Linked DNA regions of Mus musculus: regions 2, 3, 4, 5, 6 and 7 are each linked to region 1. A link is a contact called in public Hi-C, HiChIP or PLAC-seq and Micro-C data. All regions are on one chromosome and are shown on one strand. Each heading gives the region's core, a stretch centred on a gene start, on an enhancer-like site or on the middle of the called end of the contact. The rest is flanking DNA. Distances are from core to core; before and after follow the strand shown.

The links. Hi-C and Micro-C count contacts between places; a contact is called where the count stands out from the background. HiChIP or PLAC-seq counts read pairs in DNA pulled down with a chosen protein or histone mark.
Region 2: a contact with region 1 is called in a Micro-C map of embryonic stem cells, with 3 times the contacts expected there. The contact joins two enhancer-like sites. A contact is called at or near these places in 1 of 484 Hi-C or Micro-C datasets (embryonic stem cells) and 2 of 115 datasets of contacts at active chromatin or transcription factors (bone marrow-derived macrophages and large pre-B cells).
Region 3: an H3K27ac HiChIP or PLAC-seq map of embryonic stem cells shows a contact between it and region 1, with 5 read pairs. The contact joins the promoter of Rbm47 here to the enhancer-like site in region 1. A contact is called at or near these places in 4 of 115 datasets of contacts at active chromatin or transcription factors (the NIH/3T3 cell line, bone marrow-derived macrophages, embryonic stem cells and 1 more).
Region 4: a contact with region 1 is called in a Hi-C map of CD8 T cells, with 2.7 times the contacts expected there. The contact joins two enhancer-like sites. A contact is called at or near these places in 2 of 484 Hi-C or Micro-C datasets (CD4 T cells and CD8 T cells) and 2 of 115 datasets of contacts at active chromatin or transcription factors (acute myeloid leukemia and large pre-B cells).
Region 5: a contact with region 1 is called in a FOXA1 HiChIP or PLAC-seq map of pancreatic cancer cells. The contact joins two enhancer-like sites. A contact is called at or near these places in 1 of 15 datasets of contacts at CTCF or cohesin (large pre-B cells), 2 of 115 datasets of contacts at active chromatin or transcription factors (large pre-B cells and pancreatic cancer cells) and 1 of 9 other capture datasets (pancreatic islet).
Region 6: an H3K27ac HiChIP or PLAC-seq map of epiblast stem cells shows a contact between it and region 1, with 4 times the contacts expected there. The contact joins the promoter of Lias here to the enhancer-like site in region 1. A contact is called at or near these places in 5 of 39 promoter capture datasets (embryonic stem cells, hippocampal neurons, liver and 2 more), 1 of 15 datasets of contacts at CTCF or cohesin (the NIH/3T3 cell line), 2 of 484 Hi-C or Micro-C datasets (B cells and differentiating embryonic stem cells), 18 of 115 datasets of contacts at active chromatin or transcription factors (the 230-238 cell line, the NIH/3T3 cell line, bone marrow-derived macrophages and 13 more) and 4 of 9 other capture datasets (adipose tissue, embryonic stem cells, liver and 1 more).
Region 7: a contact with region 1 is called in an H3K27ac HiChIP or PLAC-seq map of extraembryonic endoderm stem cells. The contact joins two enhancer-like sites. A contact is called at or near these places in 1 of 39 promoter capture datasets (stem cell-derived epiblast-like cells), 3 of 115 datasets of contacts at active chromatin or transcription factors (bone marrow-derived macrophages, extraembryonic endoderm stem cells and pancreatic cancer cells) and 1 of 9 other capture datasets (adipose tissue).

What each region holds. Positions count from the first base shown.
Region 1 is chr5:65,723,573-65,726,551 of GRCm38.p6, reverse strand. No RefSeq gene overlaps it. Among named protein-coding and RNA genes, the nearest start is that of Pds5a, 27 kb to the right of the region's middle. Within about 2 kb of position 1,606, at least 335 of the 459 cell types and tissues checked have an H3K27ac peak or open chromatin away from gene starts, as enhancers often do. A contact at or near this core is called in the 230-238 cell line, B cells, CD8 T cells and 18 more, where this site is marked.
Region 2 is chr5:66,219,311-66,222,289 of GRCm38.p6, reverse strand. No RefSeq gene overlaps it. Among named protein-coding and RNA genes, the nearest start is that of 1700126H18Rik, 29 kb to the right of the region's middle. Within about 2 kb of position 1,454, at least 22 of the 459 cell types and tissues checked have an H3K27ac peak or open chromatin away from gene starts, as enhancers often do. A contact at or near this core is called in embryonic stem cells, where this site is marked.
Region 3 is chr5:66,150,474-66,153,452 of GRCm38.p6, reverse strand. Rbm47 (RNA binding motif protein 47) reads left to right here and starts at 1,499. Exons shown (of 8, transcript NM_001127382.2): 1 at 1,499-1,598; 2 at 1,752-1,914. Gm26725 (a long non-coding RNA gene) reads right to left here and starts at 2,449. Exons shown (of 5, transcript XR_001785070.2): 1 at 1,980-2,449; 2 at 435-481.
Region 4 is chr5:66,073,754-66,076,732 of GRCm38.p6, reverse strand. All of the region lies in intron 3 of Rbm47 (RNA binding motif protein 47), which reads left to right. Among named protein-coding and RNA genes, the nearest start is that of Gm40310, 65 kb to the right of the region's middle. Within about 2 kb of position 1,467, at least 159 of the 459 cell types and tissues checked have an H3K27ac peak or open chromatin away from gene starts, as enhancers often do. A contact at or near this core is called in CD8 T cells and acute myeloid leukemia, where this site is marked.
Region 5 is chr5:66,057,663-66,060,641 of GRCm38.p6, reverse strand. The region is part of intron 3 of Rbm47 (RNA binding motif protein 47); the gene reads left to right. Among named protein-coding and RNA genes, the nearest start is that of Gm40310, 49 kb to the right of the region's middle. Within about 2 kb of position 1,606, at least 31 of the 459 cell types and tissues checked have an H3K27ac peak or open chromatin away from gene starts, as enhancers often do. A contact at or near this core is called in pancreatic cancer cells, where this site is marked.
Region 6 is chr5:65,390,108-65,393,086 of GRCm38.p6, reverse strand. It overlaps Lias (lipoic acid synthetase), which reads right to left and starts at 1,590. Exons shown (of 11, transcript NM_024471.5): 1 at 1,414-1,590; 2 at 698-867. The coding sequence starts at 1,458. Rpl9 (ribosomal protein L9) reads left to right here and starts at 1,656. Exons shown (of 8, transcript NM_011292.2): 1 at 1,656-1,711; 2 at 2,095-2,141; 3 at 2,233-2,348; 4 at 2,604-2,699. The coding sequence starts at 2,096.
Region 7 is chr5:65,456,459-65,459,437 of GRCm38.p6, reverse strand. The region is part of intron 3 of Smim14 (small integral membrane protein 14); the gene reads left to right. Among named protein-coding and RNA genes, the nearest start is that of Ugdh, 22 kb to the right of the region's middle. Within about 2 kb of position 1,372, at least 115 of the 459 cell types and tissues checked have an H3K27ac peak or open chromatin away from gene starts, as enhancers often do. A contact at or near this core is called in adipose tissue, bone marrow-derived macrophages, extraembryonic endoderm stem cells and 1 more, where this site is marked.

The DNA.
Region 1 (2,979 bases), core at 357-2,856:
GAGGCAGGCAGATTTCTGAGTTCAAGGCCAGCCTGGTCTACAGAGTGAGTTCCAGGACAGCCAGGGCTATACAGAGAAACCCTGTCTCAAAAAACAAAACAAAAAAACAAAACAACAAAAAAAGAATAAGCCATTAAGTAGCACTCCTCCATGGCCTTTGCATCAGCTCCTGCCTCCAGGTTCCCACCCTATTTAATCCTGTCCTGACCTTCTTAGACAATGGACTGTGATAGAAGTATAAGCCATATAAGTCATTTCCTCACATTGATTTTGGCTATAGTGTTCTATCACAGCATAGAAAACTCTAACTAAGACCTTATCTTAAAAAATAAAGGTGACTGCCCAGGCATGAGAGAATATGCCTTTAATGCTAACCCTGGACAAACAGAGGCAGTCAGATCTCTGCAAGTTCAAGGCCAGCTTGGTCTACATAGCAAGTTCTAGGCCAGCAGGGATGTATATGTATATGTGTATGTGTATGTATATGTATATGTATTGAGATCCTATCTCAAAAATAAGTAAATAAATTAATAGGGAGGGTTTGAATAGATGGCTCAGTAGTAAAGAGTGAATATTGCTCATTTCTCAGCCTCCCCATTAGACAGCTCACAATCACCTGTAATTCTATCTGTATGAAATCTAATACCCAGTGGAACCCCATACTCACGCACATACCTATGTATAGATACATATACATATACCTAATTAAAAATAATAAATATTTTAATTCTTTAAGATTTATTTTATGTGTATGTGTTTTGCCTGCACATATGTACACATACCAAGTGTGTGTCTGGTGCTCCGTGGGCCCATTAGATCTCCTGAATTTAAAGTTACAGATGGTTGTGAGGCAACACGTAGGTGCTCTAATTGAACACAGATCCTCTGCAGGAGCAACAAGTTCTCTTAATCACTGAGCCAGCCATCCAGCCCCATCCTCCCACCCCCAAAATTTTAATGGTAGAAAGTAATTAACTAACTTCAGGCCTCCACACACATACATATGTAATACCACACACAAAATTAAAACTACAAATAGATTAGGGGAAAAAAAAACAAACTTGTGCTTGTTAATCATTTATCAAGGGGAATAGAAACAACGTGGAAAATTTCAGGCAACAAAATCGCTGTAGCTTGTAAATGTATTGTTAGTCAATAAATTCTGACATTGTGGAAAGACACAAACATGGCAGTCTATGGTTGGAACATAGCAGACTCCCAATACCCAGGCTGGCCTCAAACTCTCTCCTGAGAACATGAGCTTCTGGGCCCACCAGTAATGACTTTTGGAACTCCCATGGTGACACTATTAACCTTAGAATCACTTAGTAGGTTGGTATTTAAACTAGCCAGATTCGGGTTTATGTTTTTTTTTTTTGTTTTTTTTTTTCACCGTTACCCAACATCTCTAAAAGCCTTTCTCACACACGTTCCCTGGATCTCTGATGGTATAAACGTGTCTATTCAAACAATTCTTTCTAGCCCAGTATACCTCTTCACAGGTTTCAGTTGCTACCTCACTTTTAGAGGCCTGCTGGGACTTGAATCTGGTTACAGATCTAGAAGCAAAGGGCGGTTACCAGTTACCGGTAGAGGTCGGTCTTGAGATCTGGCCTGCCTATTGCATTGGAAAGAGAGAACAATTTCCTCCGGCTATTCAGGCTAAACAGCACGAGGGTGGCTGTGTGAATGTGTGTTGGGGGTGGGGGGAGTCCCGCCTACAGCACGAGGGTGGCTGTGTGAATGTGTGTTGGGGGTGTCCCGCCTACAGCACGAGGGTGGCTGTGTGAATGTACGTGTTGGGGGAGCAGGGGGGTGGAGTCCCACCGAAGATGCAAAGATCTCTCACTGGCAATGGAGATTCAGCAGACTAGAACAACCCAAAGCCCTGAGCGCCTCCAGGATCTTCCCACCCAGTCTCATTCCTATTTTGTGCAGGAAGTAGGTGCTTGGGGGTGGAGATGGGGGCGGGGGTTAGGGGGAATGACAGAGTTTCTGGAGGTCTCTTTAAAAAACAAGGAGGAAGCAGCTTCAAGAGAACTGGACTGCCTTCCGGCCGGTTTTTTCAGTTCTTTCTCGGTTCCCTGTTGAGCCGTAATTTTACTCCCGGGGAGGGGGCGGGGCGGGGCGAGGGGGGCGGTGTCTATGAGGCGCCAGGGAGCCTATCACTATCCATCTCTTGCTGTCTACCTGTATCTCAGTAGCTTGCTCACTCTAGAGACTAGGTACTGTATCTCATTAGGTGTAAATGTGGTCTATCAGTTTTCTTTAGTCTGTTTTTGTGGTGTTGGGAATTAAACTTAGTACCTCAGAGATGCTAGGTAAATGATCTGCCACTGAGCTACATCCTCAGTCCCGAAATTCACTCTGTAGACCAGGCTGGCCTGGAACTCACAGATTCCCCCTGGCACTCAGGAGGCAGATACAGTTTGTGTTTGTTAGTACTTTGTTCTGTGTTCTTGGACTTAGACTGATGACATTTTTTTGGATATTGGACAGACTAAAAGACAAGTTAGTTACTCTTTGCTTCTCTGCATGACCCACTTGTAGGGACTTTTTGACTTGCAGGTGATCAAAGCAGTAGAGGAGAGAGTCTTTAGGCCAGGATCCTTCAGGCACCCGGACCAAGGGCCCTTTATAGTTACCTAGAAGAATCTAGTGGAGGAGCCCTCCCCCCACACACACACCTAGATAAAAGCCTTTCTTTCTCAAGAGCCACCTCACAGGTTCTGACCATCAGGAAGAAGGAAGAGCAGGAGGAGGGATCCGGACCTAAAATTTTGATCCTCCAAGATCCTTCAACAGCGGACCTGTTACTCTAAGACCCTCCTCCTCCAAATCTCCCTACCCTCGCCCCCAAGGCCTCACCAGTGCCAGTACCATTTCTGGGATCCTCAGCCCATATGAGACCAAGGCCATTGCACCCCCTTTTACTGGAGGGAGGATCAGGAGGAGACCTGAGAACCACCTCCCCTGATA
Region 2 (2,979 bases), core at 205-2,704, 500 kb before region 1:
GGCAACAGATCTCATTACAGATGGTTGTGAGCCACCATGTGGTTGCTGGGAATTGAACTCAGGACCTCTGGAAGAGCAGCCAGTGCTCTTAACTGCTAAGCCATCTCTCCAGTCCCACAGATGTGTCTTTATGGCAGAAACAAGCTGACTACCAGCAATTATATAAATTTTCCTTTTTAAAATATTTATTTTTATTTTATGTACATGTCTGTTTTACCTACTTGTATTTAAGTGCACCACATGCATGCCCGGTGCCTGAAGAGAGTGTTGGATCCTCTGGGACTGGACTTTTAACAGCTGTAAGCTCCCATGTGAGTGCTGAGAACCAAACCCAGGTCCTCTGCAAGTGCTCTTAACCCATGAGCTGTTTCTTCAGCTCTTAAATCATCATCATCACCACCACCATCATCACCATCATTATAAACCAACAACAAAAAGACCACAGTTGTGTTGTGGAGACTATTCAAAAATAGCTGTAGGAAGATTTTTTTTGTTTTTTTTTTGACTAGGTGTGATTTCACATGCCTTTTAATCCCAACACTCAGGAAGCAGAGCCAGGCAGATCTTTGGAAGTTTGGGTCTAGCCTGGTCTATATAGCAAGTTCCAAGTCAGTAGGAACTACACAGTGAGCCCTGACTCAAAACAAACAAACTGCACCAAACAAACAAACAGAAAACCAAATACGACAACAAAAACAGTTTATTTTGGGGCTAGGGATACAGCTCGTGGGCAGAATGCTTGCCTTGCAGGTTGAACTCCAGCACTAATGAATAAAATAAAATAGCCTGTGATACACTCAGCAGGTAAAAGCACCTGCCTGCCAAGGCAGTGACCTGAGTTTGATCCCTGGTAAAAGGAAAACTAGTTTCCTCAAGTTGTCCTGTGACCTCTACACACACACACACACACACACACACACACACACACACACACTATGGTGTACACATACCCCACCTCACCCATATACATAGAGGCACACACAGACAATGAATACATGTAAAATATCTAAGTTTTTTTAAAAAAGAGATTTGCTTTGTGTAGTTGTGTATGTGTGTACTCACTTGAAGTAAGTGTGTAGATATCTAGCCAAAAGCTGGGCCTGGTGCCTGTAATCCCAACACTCAGGAGAATTACAAGTTTAAGACCAGCTTTAGGTATACAGTCAGACTCTCTCTCTCTCTCTCTCTCTCTCCTGCCCTCTCTTTTTGCATATATAACTGAGAAATTGTGCCCCAGTGGAGCTCGGTACTAGACAAGCAAACACTCTACCACTGAGCTAAATCCAAGCACACCACCAAGCCTGGCTACTCCACCTAAGTTTATCCTAAGCAAACAGTTTAATTAAATCGATGCGTTAGACTACAATGTGATAAATGCCATCATCTTTACTGAGGAGCATGAGAAAGCCAGTGAACTGTTCTGTTTCCGGGTTAAAAGGGCAGGTGGGCGTGGTCGAAACCCCACCTGATCCGCGCCTCACCCCTACTTGAAGGACTTAACCCTGTCAAGGGGAAGCTGTGAGACTGCCTGGGGTGGCTGACTCTGAGAATTAGGTTAACCTGTCACCTGTGCGTCACTGTAACGAGGCTTTCTGATGGCACTCTGATGTCAGATACCAAGTAATGGCTGTCCATCTGGGAACCATGGTCTCAGAATCTTCATCCCACACACTATGCATTGGTATAGGTCTATTTGCTGAAAGAAATTTATTTCAACTACCTGGCTATCATAAGGGTTAGGGGATCTCCATGAATCCAGATGTCATCCTTACCTGAATAGCATTGAAACTCCAACATAGGCTCCTCAATGAAGCCAGGGCACTTACGTGGCTATCTGGGAAACTGAGATAGGAGCGTCTATTCTGCAGGGTACTGTTTGCTGTAGCTGGGAAGGACTGGAACATACCTGATAGTCCTGCCTGCCACCTGAGGCCATCATTCTGTCCTCAAGGGAACTGAAAATACCCTCAGACTTTAGCCTTAAGTCCCGGTCACTCCTGTGTTTGGCAGCTGGGAGACCTTGGTGCCCTTCATGCACGTATTGCTCATACAACACTCGAAGCCTGTGACATGGAATAGCCACATTATATAAATGACACTAATCAGCCCCTGATAGATTTCTGCAGAATGTTTGTTGATAACTTCCTTCAGTGTCCTGAGACGCTTTACAAAGAATCATTGTCAGCGTTTCAGAGAGAGAGGGAGAGAGAGAAATGAGATAGTCATCTATACGATTTCTCCATTCTAGTATTGCATGTGCTTGGAAGCCAACCAGATTTCAGATGGGGTTTAAAATGTCAGCCAGAATGTACTGAATATACAGCAGAGGTCCAGATTGAATTTCCCTTGGCTTACTAAAATAAGCTGGGCCCGGGGTTAGCGTGGGAGGAAGAGGGAACTGTGGCCGGTTTTAATAATATAATTCCTTGCCCTTCAACCTTTTCGTACTTTCTCATTCAGTGTGTATTCTTCTGTGCCTTACCCCCTCCTACCCAGAGAGTTGGGCAATATTCCAGTCTTTTACAGTGTCTTGCTTGAAGTTCCTTTCAAAAAGAACCACGATATCAGCTATCAAATCACATACATTTTTCTATACCATATGGGGAGGGGGCGGGGCACGAAAGCGATTCTTCTCATTTCCCAATTCAGTTTTGGATATTCTTTCCACACCCCCCCCACCCCCCCAGGAAATTGAGCAAACATGTTGAATCCCCCCGCCCCCTCCCCCAACAAAAGCTAGTTTGCTTAAATCGTCTCTGGAAGCATTACTTTATTTGGAACTTCAATACACAACAATATTTTCTGCTTGCTGAGTTTTCTGCTCTGAGGTTGCAGGCAGGGCTGGGAGGCTGGGAGGTCATTCTCAGACCCACTTGTGTAGAGCTGCATGCGAGCAAGCGAGCAAGCGAGCAAGGGAGCACTCGACCTGAGCTCAGGGGTTCTGCCCCAGTAGGACTGAAGGAGCTCAGAACACCACGC
Region 3 (2,979 bases), core at 250-2,749, 430 kb before region 1:
GTGGTCCTCTCATCTCAAGGCTGGGCCCAGAGCTTCCTATGGAAAAACCTATCTTGAAGCACAGAGCTGTGCCTCCTGTAGCTCAGAAAGTCTCTTGGAAACTGGTTTCGAAGCCTTTTTTACAGCTGCGGAGTCTTGGTGGCTAACTAACTGTATCAACCCCTAGAACAGTTCGGAACTGGGAGTTTTCTACAGTCTGCGATTCTCAGTACATGTGTGCACCTATCGACAAAGTCTTGATTCTGAATTCAGAACATGGTTAAACTGGCCTGGCTTGACTTTTGCTGCCTAAAAGATAAAAGATCGAAGATCAAAAGGATGGAGAACTTCAGAATTCCTGGCTGGCTTCAGGAATTACTTTTACTAATGGTGGTAAGATCTGACTTTTCGATTAGACTGGAAAGGTCGGCACTCGGGAAAGTTGGCCTGCTTACCTAACCTCTGTACGGACAGTGTCTTCACCTCCAGACCTGAGGCAGACCTGAGGATCAGATTAAGGAAATGGGTGAAAGGGTTCCTGAGTAAGAAAGACCTCAATATAAAGAGATTAGGATTTCTTCATTTATATGTCAAGTTAAAAGGAACATAAATACCCCCTCTACCCTCCACTATTACTATGGATGATATCTATGAGTTTTCAAAGCCTCCACCACACCCCACACGCCCCACATTCACAGATCTTCAAACTGCATGGTTCACTGTTATCTAGCACTGACTTTTTGTTTTTGTTTTGTTTTGTTTTGTTTTTGTTTTTGTTTTTTTTTTTTTTTTGAGACAGGGTTTCTCTGTGTAGCCCTGGCTGTCCCGGAACTCACTCTGTAGACCAGGCTGGCCTCGAAATCAGAAATCTGCCTGCCTCTGCCTCCCAAGTGCTGGGATTGGGATTAAAGGCGTGCTCACCACCGCCCCGCTAGCACTGACTTTTAACCTATGGAGTAACTTGCAGGGTGGCAGGTCAGGTCTAGTGCCTAAATCTGAGTCAGAATTACGCGCGTGACACAGACGTTGGATTTGCACTTCATGGAAGGCAGGGCCAACTTCTCTCCACTTCCCTTGAAACTTGTACACGAGTCGAAAATCAGTTGCACACCCCTTCACAAAGACTTCGTCTTTCCTTCTCCTTGAAACTGTCCACAGTGAAAGCAAAACTCCCATCCTTAGAATCTTCCAGAAACTCAGAGCTGGAGGGTAATTAACTTGCTCACAGATAGTGAGGGCAGAGTTGGGTCTGGAGCCTCCTTCTAACATCCATTGCACGTTTTTCTACGGGGGGGGGGCGGATTATACATAATAATAGTATCACTAACAACAGTGGCTAACGCTATATGCCGATATTCTATCAGCTTCCATTTAACTAGATGGGGGGGGTAGTTTTGGGTCCTTCTTTTAATTAAAGTAGCCTACTGTGAAACAGTATTTTTTTTTTCAGTTGCATGACATTGCAACCCGAAATCACAACTTTAGGTTCCTTGTGGTGCCCGCTTCCTCTTCTAGTTTGTTTAGTCACAGAATTCGATTCCTGTTGGCTGTTTCCGCGCTGCAAACAGGCTTAGCGCTCCATTGAAATGCGGGAGGCTCCTTAATTCTTGTATAAACAGGTAACCCGAGGGGTGGGGCGGGGGCCGCGGCCCTAGGGTGGGTTTCCTGGGAGTGGGGATGGGGGTCAGACTTAGTTCCCCTGTGATCAGAGGCAAGGTTAAAGGAGGGCTTGGCTGAGGTTTCTCCTTGCACTGTTTTTGTTCCCTTTCTAGAAACCAGCTGTAACACTAGGTCAGAGCGCATTCAGAATGAGCCACTTTGAACGAGCAGCGGCGCCCAGGCCCCAGGCCCTGCTGTGAAGGCTCCGGCAAAGGTCAGAGCTCCGGCCCCCCGTGACGTGCCTGCCTGTGCTCTCCGAGCTATGCTCAGCCTCAGGTAAGAACAGCCCAGGAGGTCCTGGCTTCCTGCAGGCCCGCGGCGGGGCTCGTCTGCCGCCCTACCTGCTCCAGCGCCTTCCTGCCCCGCAAGGCCGGGGGCGGTGGCACTGCTCACCCCGGGAGTCAGGCGCAGGGTCCTTAGTCCTTGGTGCAGGCTCAGGGTGGCTTACTCTAAACAGCCATAGGCGGCCGGAAGCCACTCTTCTAGATGTCCCCAGGTGGGGCAGGTGCCACTTCTGGGGTCCCTTCTGAATGTCTGAAATGGATGTGACTTTTTGAGCGGCCAAAGTTCGTAAATCCTCCGCATCGGGGCCAGTCCGATATGATTTTTTTTTTTTTTTAAACCTTCAGCTAAGGTATCCGCGCTTCTAAAACAACAGGAATGTTGCACTGGCCTTCGGCCAGCGGAGGCTCAGCGAGCAGGATAAAATTTCAGTGCAGATTTACGGGAAGTTGCCGGTGTTGGGAGTAAAAATCTGGTTTGGTGAGTTTAAGGGAAGGGAGTATACGAGACAACCTTGCTACTGTGAGGCGAATGGCCTCGTCTGGGGGAGGGCAGGAGGCGGAGGGAGGGAACCGGGAAGAGCAGGGATTGCAGAGGCACCGATTGCAGCCGGACTCCGCCGCGCTCCGCGGGATCCGACCCTGTGCCGCTCCGCCCGGGCCACAGCCGCACCGCAGCCGGCTCGTACGACCCAGCCCAGCCGGCCGCCGAGCGCCCGGACCCGGAGAAGCCAGGCTCTGGGCCGGGAAGACGTTTCTTACCGCAGGTCACTCAGGCTAAGAAATTGTGACAAACTGGAATTCCCAGAACCCGGGAAGAGTTAAAGCCTAGAGCGATCTGATCTGTTGCTTTAAGCCGCACGGTGGGAAGTAGTTTGGAGACTCTTTAATTTAGTTTTCTATTTAAAAGTGTGCGGCCAGCGAAGATGTTGTAGGTGACTTCCTAGCCTTGTAGATTGCTACCGGGCTGTGAATGGTATTAATTTCTGAAGTGAGCGACGCCAAGTACTTACGGAAGGTAAGGTGGACTTTTGGCAGTTCTGACTACTGTCCCCATAGA
Region 4 (2,979 bases), core at 218-2,717, 350 kb before region 1:
TGTCTCAACTGAATATCTCACATCGCTTCTAGAAAGAGCAAGGGTTCCTGCTTTCTGTGCAGTCAGAGTTCGTTTTCCTCACTACTGGTAGAGAGCCTTTCATAGGACACTACTTTAAAAAAAAAAATCACCAGCTGGCCTTGAATATCTTTAACTTTATGGACAACCACAGCGGCAACATCTTGTAATTGTACAGTTAAAAAGAAAAGAAAAAAGAAAAGAACCCACCCCCACCCCCCCACTTTCTTGGCCTGGAGAGATTGGTCAGTGGTTCTTTTCCCGAGTTTAGTTGGTACCCTTTCATGGGTGCTCACCACAACCTGTAGTGCCAGCTCCAGGGCATCCTCTTCTGGCCTCCGTAGGCACCTTGACACTGGTGCAACCCCCACACCCCCAACACACCTGTAAACACAATTTATAATTCAACACATCTTTTAAAAAACTCCTTTCTCAAATAAACTCCATGTCTACCATTAGCTTTAGTCTTGCGATGTTAAATGAGAACGTTGAAATAAACGATATGACCACCTATCTGGCTAGGAGAAGAGCTGACGTGTGGACTTTCCGCCTCCGTGGACCCAGCTCTTCTCTCTCTGGCCCCACTCCTGCCACCCGCACAGTGTGTGGTGACCTGTGTCAGCATTACCTTTGGTCTACGGGGGCCTCTCAGAACACAGACTTCATGGTGTGCCTTCCATGTGTGAGACACTGCACCAAGTGCGTTAGGGGTTCACCCCTAGCCCCCACACAACTCTGCTAGCTCGGAATCCTTCACCCTTCTCACTGAAGGGAACCAAGGCTCGGAGCAGTCGGATGATCTGCATAAAGCCATATATTTGCCATGTTCACCCTGTCAGCTGCCTGCCACAGGTCTGAAGAAAGCCCTGCCTTTCCCCTATCTTCATCACAGTGGAGCTCAATGCAAGGGGCCTTAAACAATTTCTTTTCCTCCTAAGTCTTGACTTTTATCCACACCATGCCCCCTGATGGATAGATGTTGTCTTTGTAACTAGACATAGATGTGGGTTAGATTCGATTTTTAACTTAGCCTTTAACTTTCAGAGCCGAAGGAAAACCAGGGTTAGGGGCTAGGAGGTCAGTGGGCCTGCTTGGTAGGCTTGGCAGGGACCTCTTTGCGGGGAACCCTGGAATAGAGGTGGCTTCCTTGGGCAGAAAATTGGTCAGATGACTCTCAAGCACACAGAGATGTGTGTGTGTGTGTGTGTGTGTGTGTGTGTACACGATCGCTCACGCATGTGCCTGTGTGGAGAAGGTATGGCAACAGGCATTTATGGAGGCAGAAGCAGGAAGCTGCCTGCTCGTGTTCCTCATACAGGAAGCAGAGTAAAAGGACAGGAAGTGGGGCCCGGCTATAAAACCTCAAAGCCAGGCTGAAGAGTACTTAAGAGCACATGCTGTTCTTGCAGGGGACTTTGCACCATACAGCAGTTAAGTGTGTACAGCCCCAGTTCCGGGGGATCCGGCACCCTTTCCATTCTCTACAGACACTAGGTGCTCTCATGGTATGCCTACATATCCAGGCAAAACACTCATATAAACAGATCAGAGGGACAATCTAGGGGGCAACCTCAAAGCTCACCCCACAGTGACACACTTCCTCTTTAAAGTTTCACAGTCTTCTTGAGACAGGGCTGCCAACTAGGAAGTGAGTGTTCCAACACAGGAACCTACCGGCGCGTTTTTAATTCAAACCACCATACAGGGCTTCTGGGTCTTTGCTGAAAATGCTAGGCTTTGTAGAGCTATGAGCCCCGGGAATCCTCCTGTCTCTACTTCTCCAGCAGAAGGATTACAAATCTACTCCACCTTGAACATGGGTGCTGGAGGTGAACACTTAAGCTCACGGAAGTTCAGCAGCATTTTACAAACCTGTCATGCCTTGTTTTGTTTTAAAGATTTATTTATTCATAGGCATGATTGTTTTGCCTGCATGAATTTCTGTGCACTACGTTTATGCTTGGTACCCAAGGAGGCCAGAGAGAGGCCATCAGAGTCTCTGGAACTGAAGTGACAGATGGTTGTGAACTGCAGTAGAGATGATGAACACAGACTCTGTAAGAGCCCTTAGAGCCAGCGGCCAACGCACTTATTGTTGAGCCATCTCTCCGGCCCCTTGTTTTGTTATTCTGAGACAAGCTTTTGCTACATATCTCTGGCTGCCTATGTAATTGAGGCTGACCTTGAACTTGTGACAATCCCACCTCTTTCTGCCTCTGAAAGCTGGCATTGCAGGTGTACACTACCACACCTGATTGCCAAGAAGAGTTCTTTTGCTCTCAGTATTCTTGGCAAAGGAAACTGCGGAGGTGCATCCAGATTGTTACTGACGTGGCTCTGTGGGCCGTTGTTCTCCTGCCTGGGAGAACAAGAGAAGTGAAATCAAGGGGTACCCAAATCAAGGGGTGCCCAGAATGCTTTCCAAGCTTTCAGGCAACCAGACAGATACCTTGGATGTCCATAGGGTCTAACAGCCATCACCCCAAGGATGGCCTCCTGCGTCCCTACTCTGGATTTCATATTGAAAGAGCTAATTAGCAGCTGGGCCCTTTCCCTGCTAGCACAGTGGCCTGTGTGTTTGCCGCTAGGTATGCCAACCCCAGGTGGGTTTTGAGCATCATTGCTGAGGCACTGTTTGGTGTGTCAGAGCGCACTGGCCTATTTCTGCTGGCCTTCCTTTCCAGCAGGATTCCTAAACGGAACTTTGTACCACAAATGAACCTGGACTCCTACCTGCTGAGGAGTTCAAGAGACTGAACCGTGTCCCGTGCAGCTTCCCCTCATTTAAGGATTGTGAAACCCCAATGGGTTTAAATCGATCATTGTTTAAACGACTGTCCTCTCTGTGTCCGCTCGCTGCGTATGCAAACTCTGGAAGAAACCAAACAAAGATCTCATTCTGCTTCTCCTCCAGCAATGACTTTTTACTGTAAGAACATAGGAAACACCTGCTTGCTCATG
Region 5 (2,979 bases), core at 357-2,856, 330 kb before region 1:
ACACTATTATAGCCCTCTCACCTAGAACCATTCCTGCCAGTTAGAATAAATGAACTCTGTGAATGGTAGTTGTTATTAATTACTATTTTACTCTTCAAAGAAATGAGTATCTTTGTTTTTTTCCCTTTTAAAATCAGTCTTAAGTTTGGTGACTTTTCAGTTGAGACTTTGCAGGCTTTGTTTTGGTCTATTTTGAGATAAGTCTCGTGTAGCCCAGGCTGGCTTTGAACTCCTGATCCTCCTGTCTTCACCTTCCAAGTACTTAGATACCAGGTGTATGCTACTGTGTTCATTAAATGTTGTCAGTTTGACAAAAGTAGTGTTACCTGGAAATTCCTCAATGTAGGAATTACCTCCATCAGATTGGCCTGAGAACATGTCTGTAAAAGGCTTTTTTTTTTTTCTTGATTAACTCTTGTAAGATATGCTTTTCTTGCTGTGAAGAGACATCCGTGACCATGGCAACTTATAAAAGAAAGCATTGAATTGGGGGCTTGCTTACAGTTTCAGAGGGTTATCAGTTCATGATCATCATGGCAAGGGAGTGTGGCAGCACGCAGGCCAGCAAGTATGGTGCTGGAGAAGGAGCTGAGAGCTCACACCTGACCCACAAGCACAAGGCAGAGAAGGACACTGACTGGGCTTTTGAAACCTCATAATCCACCTGAAGTGACCACTACCTGCCAAGGCCACACCTAAACTTTCCTAAACAGTTCCACTGTGGACTGAGCATTCTTATATGAAATGGCCTATGGGGCCCCTTCTCATATAAACCACCACAATAATGTGGAAGGCCCAGCCCACGGTGCTGTGTCCTTGTTGGCCTGGTGGTCCTGAATTGTATAAGAAAGCAGGCCAAGAAAGCCGGCCATGGAAAGCATCCCTCCATGGTCTGCCTCAGTTTCTGCTTCCAGCTTCTTCTTGAGTTCTTGCCCTGACATGGCTCCATAATGGACTGTGACGTGGATGTGTAAGCCAAATAAGCCCTTTCCTCCCTAAGTTAATTTTGGTGTTTATCACAGCAACAAAAAGCAAGCTAGGACAGCTAGTCTGCCGGGTCAGAGTTTCAATTTTTACATAAATCCACCCAGTGTGATGTGATGGTTTAGAGGACCACCTTTGAGGTCAAAGCTCCCCCCATGGTCTTGTCTGTTTGGTGTGCTGAAGATCTAAACCAGTGTTTTGATCAAGGTATGCAAACACTATGCCACTGAACTAACTCCTGGCTCCATTTTTAAATTTTAAGATGAAATATCTCCAACTTTATTTATACTTTGCTCCGATATATACTGTATTTTATGCTGAGTGCTATGTTGGGGTATTTGACAGTCTAACTGGAGGAAAGAGGTCTGTGGGAACTTCTGTATATCCCGTGTCCTTTCCAGTGGGGTGTAATTAGGTTCATGGCCAGCTGTTGCTAACACTATTAACCCGGCTATGTGGCTTCCGAGCCAGTGTTTGGTGCAGGCTAATACTTCAATGCTGTGTGCGCATGCACACATGCATAGGAACAGTTTCTTTCTCTCATATCTTAGTCATGCACTGATGCAAACGGTAGTTACAGCAAAGCTTTTGGAATTCAGAATAGTACCGAATGAGTAGCTGAGGTGGCTCAGAGGATAAGAGCACTTGCCACAAGCCTGATGACATGACTCAGATCCCTGGAGACCTCATGGTGGAAGGAGAGAACTGACTAATGCAAGTTGTCCTCTGATCTCCACTCATTTATGCCTGCCCTCCCTCCCTCACCCCCCTGCAAATAATTAAATATTATCAAATGTATTTCTAGAAGCAATATATTACTATTATATATAAAAGCAAATACATATTGGCATGGTCTTTACATTGTGGTTCTATTTTAACTTATAGATGAGTTAAAGTTTATAAATAATACTACCTTAGTAAGGTTTCATTTGGCCTGATCAGATTTTCCCTGTATTTAGAATATCTATGGGCGCTGGAGAGATGGCTCAGCAGTTAGAGCACCGACTGCTCTTCCAGAGGTCCTAAGTTCAATTCCCAGCAACCACATGGTGGCTCACAACCATCTGTAGATGACCTGATGCTCTCTTCTGGAGTGTCTGAAGACAGCAATGGTGTGCTCATACACATTAAATAAATAAAATAGTCTATGAACCCAGCTCAGTAGTAGAGTGCTTGTCTGGCATGAAAAAGGCCCCATGATCATGACAGTTCACACTGGCAACTGGACAGTGTGGTTCACACCCAAATCCCAGCACCCATATCCCAGAGAGAGGATCAGGAGTTCAAGGTCGTCTTCAGGTACAAAGCCTGAAGCTAGCTTTGGCGATATATATATATATATATATATATATATATATTAGACCCAGGCTCAGGAAAACCACAAAGTGTAAAATCCTTGCCACCCAAGCCCACTGACCCAAGTTCAACCCTCCAGGACCCACACAAATACCATCAGAGAATAGACTCAACAAATATGTCCTCTCATCTCTGTCCCAACCTGGCTCAAACCCTTCCTCAATTATCATACACATATACCCCATAATAAAAATTTAAACACCCGAAGTAAGTAAAAATAGCTGATATGATTGATTTCATAATGTCTATGTCTTCTTTCTCCGGACTGGTCTGCGGTTTCTTTCTTTCTTTCTTTCTTTCTTTCTTTCTTTCTTTCTTTCTTTCTTTCTTCCTTCCTTCCTTCCTTCCTTCCTTCCTTCCTTCCTTCCTTCCTTTCTTTCTTTTTATTTATTTATTATATGTAAGTACACTGTAGCTGTCTTCAGACACTCCAGAAGAGGGAGTCAGATCTTGTTACAGATGGTTGTGAGCCACCATGTGGTTGCTGGGATTTGAACTCCGGACCTTCGGAAGAGTTGTTGGGATTTGAACTCCGGACCTTCGGAAGAGCAGTCGGGTGCTCTTACCCACTGAGCCATCTCACCAGCCCTTGTTTCTTTCTTTTATACAACCACATCTACCTTAGGCCTTCCATACTTC
Region 6 (2,979 bases), core at 341-2,840, 330 kb after region 1:
GAGTTTGAGGCCAGTCTGGCCTACATAGAGAGTTCCAGGTTAGCCAAGAACAAATAGTGAGTCCCCATCTCAAACAAACAAACAAAAGAGTAAGTTAGATGATCAATACCCATTAACAATTAAAACTATATGAAGGCATAAATCAATAAAGTAAGCCAGGTGGTGGTTGTGCACACTTTTAATTGCAGCACTCAGGAGGAAGAGGAAAATGGATCTCTGAGTTTGAGGCCAGCTTGGTCTACAGAGAGAAGTCTAGGGCAGTTAGGGCTACATAGGGAAACCATCTCCAAAAACCCAAATAAATAAAATAACTATCAAGAGAAAAACCTATACTTTCTCAATTAGATGCTAGATATAAAATGGGATATGGCAGCATAAAATGGTCATTTTGGAAAGGATGAAGAAATGGCCAAAGGGTACAGAAAAACCTACAAGGCTTGATTAAAAAAGAAAAAAAAAAAAAAAAAAAAAAAAAAAAAAGCACAATGCCAGGCAGTGCATCTTTAATCCCAGCACTTGGGAGGCAGAGGCAGGTGGATTTCTGAGTTCGAGGCCAGCCTGGTCTACAGAGTGAGTTCCAGGACAGCCAGGGCTACACAGAGAAACCCTGTCTCAAAAAATCAAAACCAAAACAAACAAACAAACAAACAAAACCAAACAATGCACAAAGTCAAAGTGGAATCTAATGTTCAATTACCTTTCTCCTTTCTGGCGCTTTAAGTTTCCTTTATATTCATCCCATGTACTCTTGTCTGCAAGATCACCAGATACAAAATCTTGAAGGTCTGGTCCATTATGCAAAAATTCCTTTTTCTTATCTGGCAAAGAACTTAATGCTCTAACCGTGAACGCATATCTTCCAAATATCTACAAAAAGGGTTCAGTACAACATTCACTCAGTAGACTCTGAAATAATTTAGTTTTAACCCATTATAATACCAAAGCTAAAGAAATTGATTCAGAAATTATGTAAAACGATTTAAGAGCTCAAACTACGTAGATCAGAACCTGAAAAAGACTCAAGGTGAAAGAACCGTAAGTCACGGCGGCTCAAACACGTAATGCAGCTCTCAGAGGAGGCAGAGTGAGGAGTCGTCTTTGGTCTAAGAATTTAGTTTCAGGCCAGCCTAGATTACAGAGACCCTGATGCACGCTCAGCCATGACAAATGGGGGAAAAAAGTGGGACGCAGATCAAAGTTAACCGCTAAATATAGGTTAGAAAACCTTAGTGGGTGACTTAACATGCCACGTTTTCATGTCTTCTATTCCTAAAACAGGTACTAAAATATGTTGTCAACAAGTTTGCAATAATTAAGATATGCCACAGCTGTCGGGGCTTTTAAAAAAAGGATATCTGGAACAATTTCCCTAGTTTTGAACTTAGGATAAGCAATGGCGTTCCCGCCGCTCACCCGGGACCCCAGGCTGCGAGCTGTATCCCAGCAGCGTAGAGCCATCCCCCTCTTTTAGGTCTCAGGAGTGTCAAGGGATCGAGGGAACAGCACCCCCGGCACCGGACGCGTCCAACAACTCGTCGCTTGAGTCATGACGCGATACGTCGTCGCCGACCGGCGCGACTCGACTAGCTCGGCAATCGAGTAGTTCCGCCTTAAAGCCGTCGCTCGGGTCGTGACGCGACACGCAGGGCCCTGACGGATTACAAGAACGTGATGACGAAAGACGTTCTCTCTTTGCCCCATCTACTGCGAGGTGAGGAGCTTAGGGACCGGGTGCCCCGGGAATCTGAACCCATCCTCTGTTTGGGGACCCCGGCGGCATGGAGCCGATGCCCCAAGGCTTTGTCCCGACTGTCCCCCAGCACGACGTGCGTCCTTGGGACTTGGTGGCGCGAGCTGGAAGTGGCGTTCGGGCTTTCAGGCCCATCTCGGTCGTAGCCCTTCCGCCATGGCGCACCGAGCCGGGCTTCCTTACTCTTCTCCGGGGCCCCCGGTCCAGTCCTTGTCCCGGACACACCTGGGTCCTTGTTGCCGGCTTTCGTAGCTGGCGATTCCCGTTGGGAGCGGAACGCTGCCGGGTCTCGGGTGTAGAGCGTCCCCCGCCCCAGCCGTCTCACCCGGGTGTCTGTGTTTCAGGATGAAGACCATTCTCAGCAATCAGACTGTGGACATTCCAGAGAATGGTGAGTAGATGGCTCCCCGCCGGCCGCTGACGGCTTTCCTGCATGCTCTAAACCCCGGCCTATGGTCTCACCAGTTCACTTTCTCGTTTAGTCGAAATCACTCTGAAGGGGCGCACAGTCATTGTGAAGGGCCCCAGGGGGACTCTGCGGAGGGACTTCAATCACATCAACGTGGAGCTGAGTCTTCTTGGGAAGAAGAAGAAAAGGGTAAGAACTTGTGTCTTCCGATGCTTCGGGTGCTTGCTTGTAACAAAACCCGGTAACCGATGTTAATCCCCCACCCCATGCGTGGCCGAGTGGGTTACTCGGACTCAGTTCTTTTATGAGTGAACTTGGGTGTGTGTGTGTCGTCCCTCTGGTGTCCTGTGCGTGTGACATACGGTGCATTTGTACATGGCTTTGCGTGCTAGTACTCGCCAGCTAAAAGTGCTGTGTTTTAATTCTAAAGTTGTTGTGTTTCAGCTCCGGGTTGACAAATGGTGGGGTAACAGAAAGGAACTGGCCACCGTCAGGACCATCTGCAGTCATGTTCAGAACATGATCAAGGGTGTCACGCTGGTAAGTCAGCCCTCCACTCTGCCCTTTAACCCTTTGGAAGAGGTTCCTTGGGTGTGTATAAATGTCTAGGGCCAGGATGGACTGTACTTCTACAAAGGAGGCACTTTCAGATATTGGGGGTGGGTTAGCACAGATCAGACCCAGGAATTTGCTGGGCAGGCTCCTTTACTTCTGTTTCAGGGGTTTTGTTTGTTGGTAGATACATATAGTGGAGATTGCTGGCTGGTATGTTTGGGACTCAATGGATAGAAAAGACAGCCAGAGTTATACTCTGTCTCAA
Region 7 (2,979 bases), core at 123-2,622, 270 kb after region 1:
ACCTGCACACCTATAATCCCAGCACTGAGGAGGCAAAGGCTGAAAGGGTCAGAAGTGCCAGGTCAGTTCCTTGCTACTCAGTAAGTTAGAGGCCAGCCAGGCATACATGAGATCTTGTCTCCAAAAAAAATCATTTCCTCAGTTATTCATAGAACCAACTTCTGGAGAGGTCTAAAACAATGTAAACATAAGCTAAAAGGATAAATGGTAGAGAAGTATTTATGTTCCTCTCTGCAGACTTTATTTAAGCTTTGACATCAGTCAGTGAATATAGTTTGGATTTTTAAGTTCTAAGTTTTGATTCTCTTGCATGTTTGTTAAAGGCACCAATAGTTTTTCTCTTTGATAATTCTCTGCCACTTTATATTATTTGTTTTTATTGAAACTTAACTTTTGGCCTACATCTCTCTCTGTCTCTCTCTCTCTCTCTCCCCCTCTCTCCCTCCCTCCCCCTCCCTCTCTCTCTCCCTCTCCCTCTCTCTCTGTTTCAAGACAGGGTTTCTCTGTGTGGCCCTGGCTGTCCTAGAACTCACTCTGTAGGCCAGGCTGTCCTAAAACTCAGAAATCTGCCTGCCTCTGCCTCCCAAGTGCTGGGATTAAAGGCGTGCGCCACCACTGCCCAGCTATTTATTTGTTCAATTACTTATTTATCTTGAGACTGTGTCTCTATAGTCTTGGCTATACTGGAGTCTATTACATAAACATAAACCAGGATGGCCTTTAACTCATAGAGATCTGCCCTCTGCTCCTGCCTCTTGGGCGATAGCATTAAGTTCTGTATCAATATATACAGCTGTATTTATTATGTTGTGATGTGTGTTTGTGTGTGCAGAAGCACCTTTGTGCTGGTGCACATGCCATGTATACACACATGAATATGGATGTCAGGCGTCTACCTCAGATGTCCTTTTTCATAAGCCTTCCACCTTTTTTTTTTTTTTTTTAAAAAAAACAGGGTCTCTAAGTGGGATTTTGGGGCTCTCTGAGTCGGCTCAGCTGCTTGGTCAGCTAGTGATCCCCAGGGAGTGATTCCCCGTCTTCCTTTCCCCAGCACTGGGGTTACAAGTGTGCCCCATGCCCTCCTTCTTCACATGGGTTTTGATTGTTTGCATGACAAGCACTGATTGCTGGAGCTCCCTACCCAGCACAACCCTTGACATAATCTCCTATCTTTTCTGTTTCTAGACAAAGCCTTTGCTTATCTACTCAGAACCTGTAACTGCTCAGGCTTGCAGTTTTCCAACTCTCTAGCTATTATTTCCCCCAGTTCTAACTTTCCAATTACTTTGTCTTCAACCACTCTGTTTTCTTTATCCCCCGGCCTCATGAGCTCATTCGCTGGAGCTGTTCCTTCCCTACACTCCCTTGATGACGTTCTCAAGTCTCATGACTCATGATGTGTGTGCTGGTGACTGTCTTGTGGACATGTCCACTGTGGTGTTTCATAGGCAATCTCAAATCTTCAGAATTGGGCTTCTGGTAGCTCTGTCACGGCTGCTTTTCCTCCTTTGTCTGTTCTGTAAACGACCCTTGGCTCTCAGGCCTGTCCTTTATATCTACCTTCAGGATGTAACCAACACTCTACTTGATAGCACCTCGTTCTGCCTCCTCTCTGTTTACCACCTCATATCTAGGCCATTATAGTAGGGTCTGTTTGTTTGTCTTTCTGTCTATTTGTTTGTTTGCGACAGGGCCTTACCTATTTGTACCCTTGGCTGGTCTAGAACTCACTGTGTACAACAGGCTGACCTTAGATTCACAAAGAATCAGCCTCCCAAGTGGTGGGATTGAAGGCGAGTGCCACCATGCCCAGCCTTGCCTGTTCCTAACTCCCTCCCAGTTTAGCTCCCTGCTGCTGTTATTCATAACACAATTGGCTTGAACAAGTAAGAGTTTGCTTTTGGCTTCTTTTCACCTAAAACTTTTCAGGGGCTTTCTGTTTGAAGCACACTTGAAGGTCCTTGTTCTGACCTGTGAGTCCTATGCTCTGGCTGTGACTGGCTGCTTCTGCGACTAAGTCTCTCTGGTCTCCACGTCTTGCCTGGCTTCTGAACCTCACTCCAGTTGCAGGAGTCAGCAGTAAACACATCCCATTGGCTCCTGACTAAGATTGCTTCCAGCTGCCTCTCACTCTGCGTTTGCTATATAAAAAAACAATTTGGTTGTATGAGGGGGTGGGGGTGGGGAGCCAAGCTCAGATCTTCAGGCTTGGAGGCGGTGCTTTTAGCTGCAAAGCCTTGTCCTGCTGGCTTCACTCTATCTACATTTTGTGGACACTTTTCCCTTCTCAGTGGTACCACCCTCTGCTGTCCCGTGTCCAGCCATTATGTATGTAGAGACTGTCTTACTTGGACATCTATGTCAGTCTTGGTTCTCAGCTCGGTGAAGGCAGGGGCACTTGGAGGCAGACCCTTCTCCCTTCCAGATCCCCAGCATCACGGCAGTGATCTCCCTCCCTCCCTATTTCCCAGTCTAGATCTAAACCCTGCCGCTTTGGCACCTTCCTCTAGCCCCTGCATTTTATAGTTACCAGTGGACATGGCTATTTCATTACAAAAGGTGGCCATCTGAAGAACAAGTCTAGGTTTTTCATACAACCACTTTTAAAGGCAGTTCAGAGGTTTGTCTGAACATGAAGAACGTTTTAGGGCTTTGTAGAATATTTTTCAAAAACTGTTGTTTCTTTTGGTGCTACAGATCAAACCCAAGTCCTCAATGCACACTAGGCCAGTGCTCCACCACCGAACTGCACGTTAGCCTGTCTCTGTGGTCTCACTGTGTGCCTAGTGGTCTCAGTGTGTGCCTAGGCTGGCCTCAAACTCACTACCTAGCTCAGGATGGCCTTGTCCTGCCTGGCCCACTGTTCCTGACCCCCTCAAATTTATGTGTTTAATGCCTCAGCAGCATTCTTTCCATCTCTGCCTGCTGCTGCTGTCTGTTGCTGCCTGCTGCTGCTGCTGCAGCACTAATTGTGTCCTC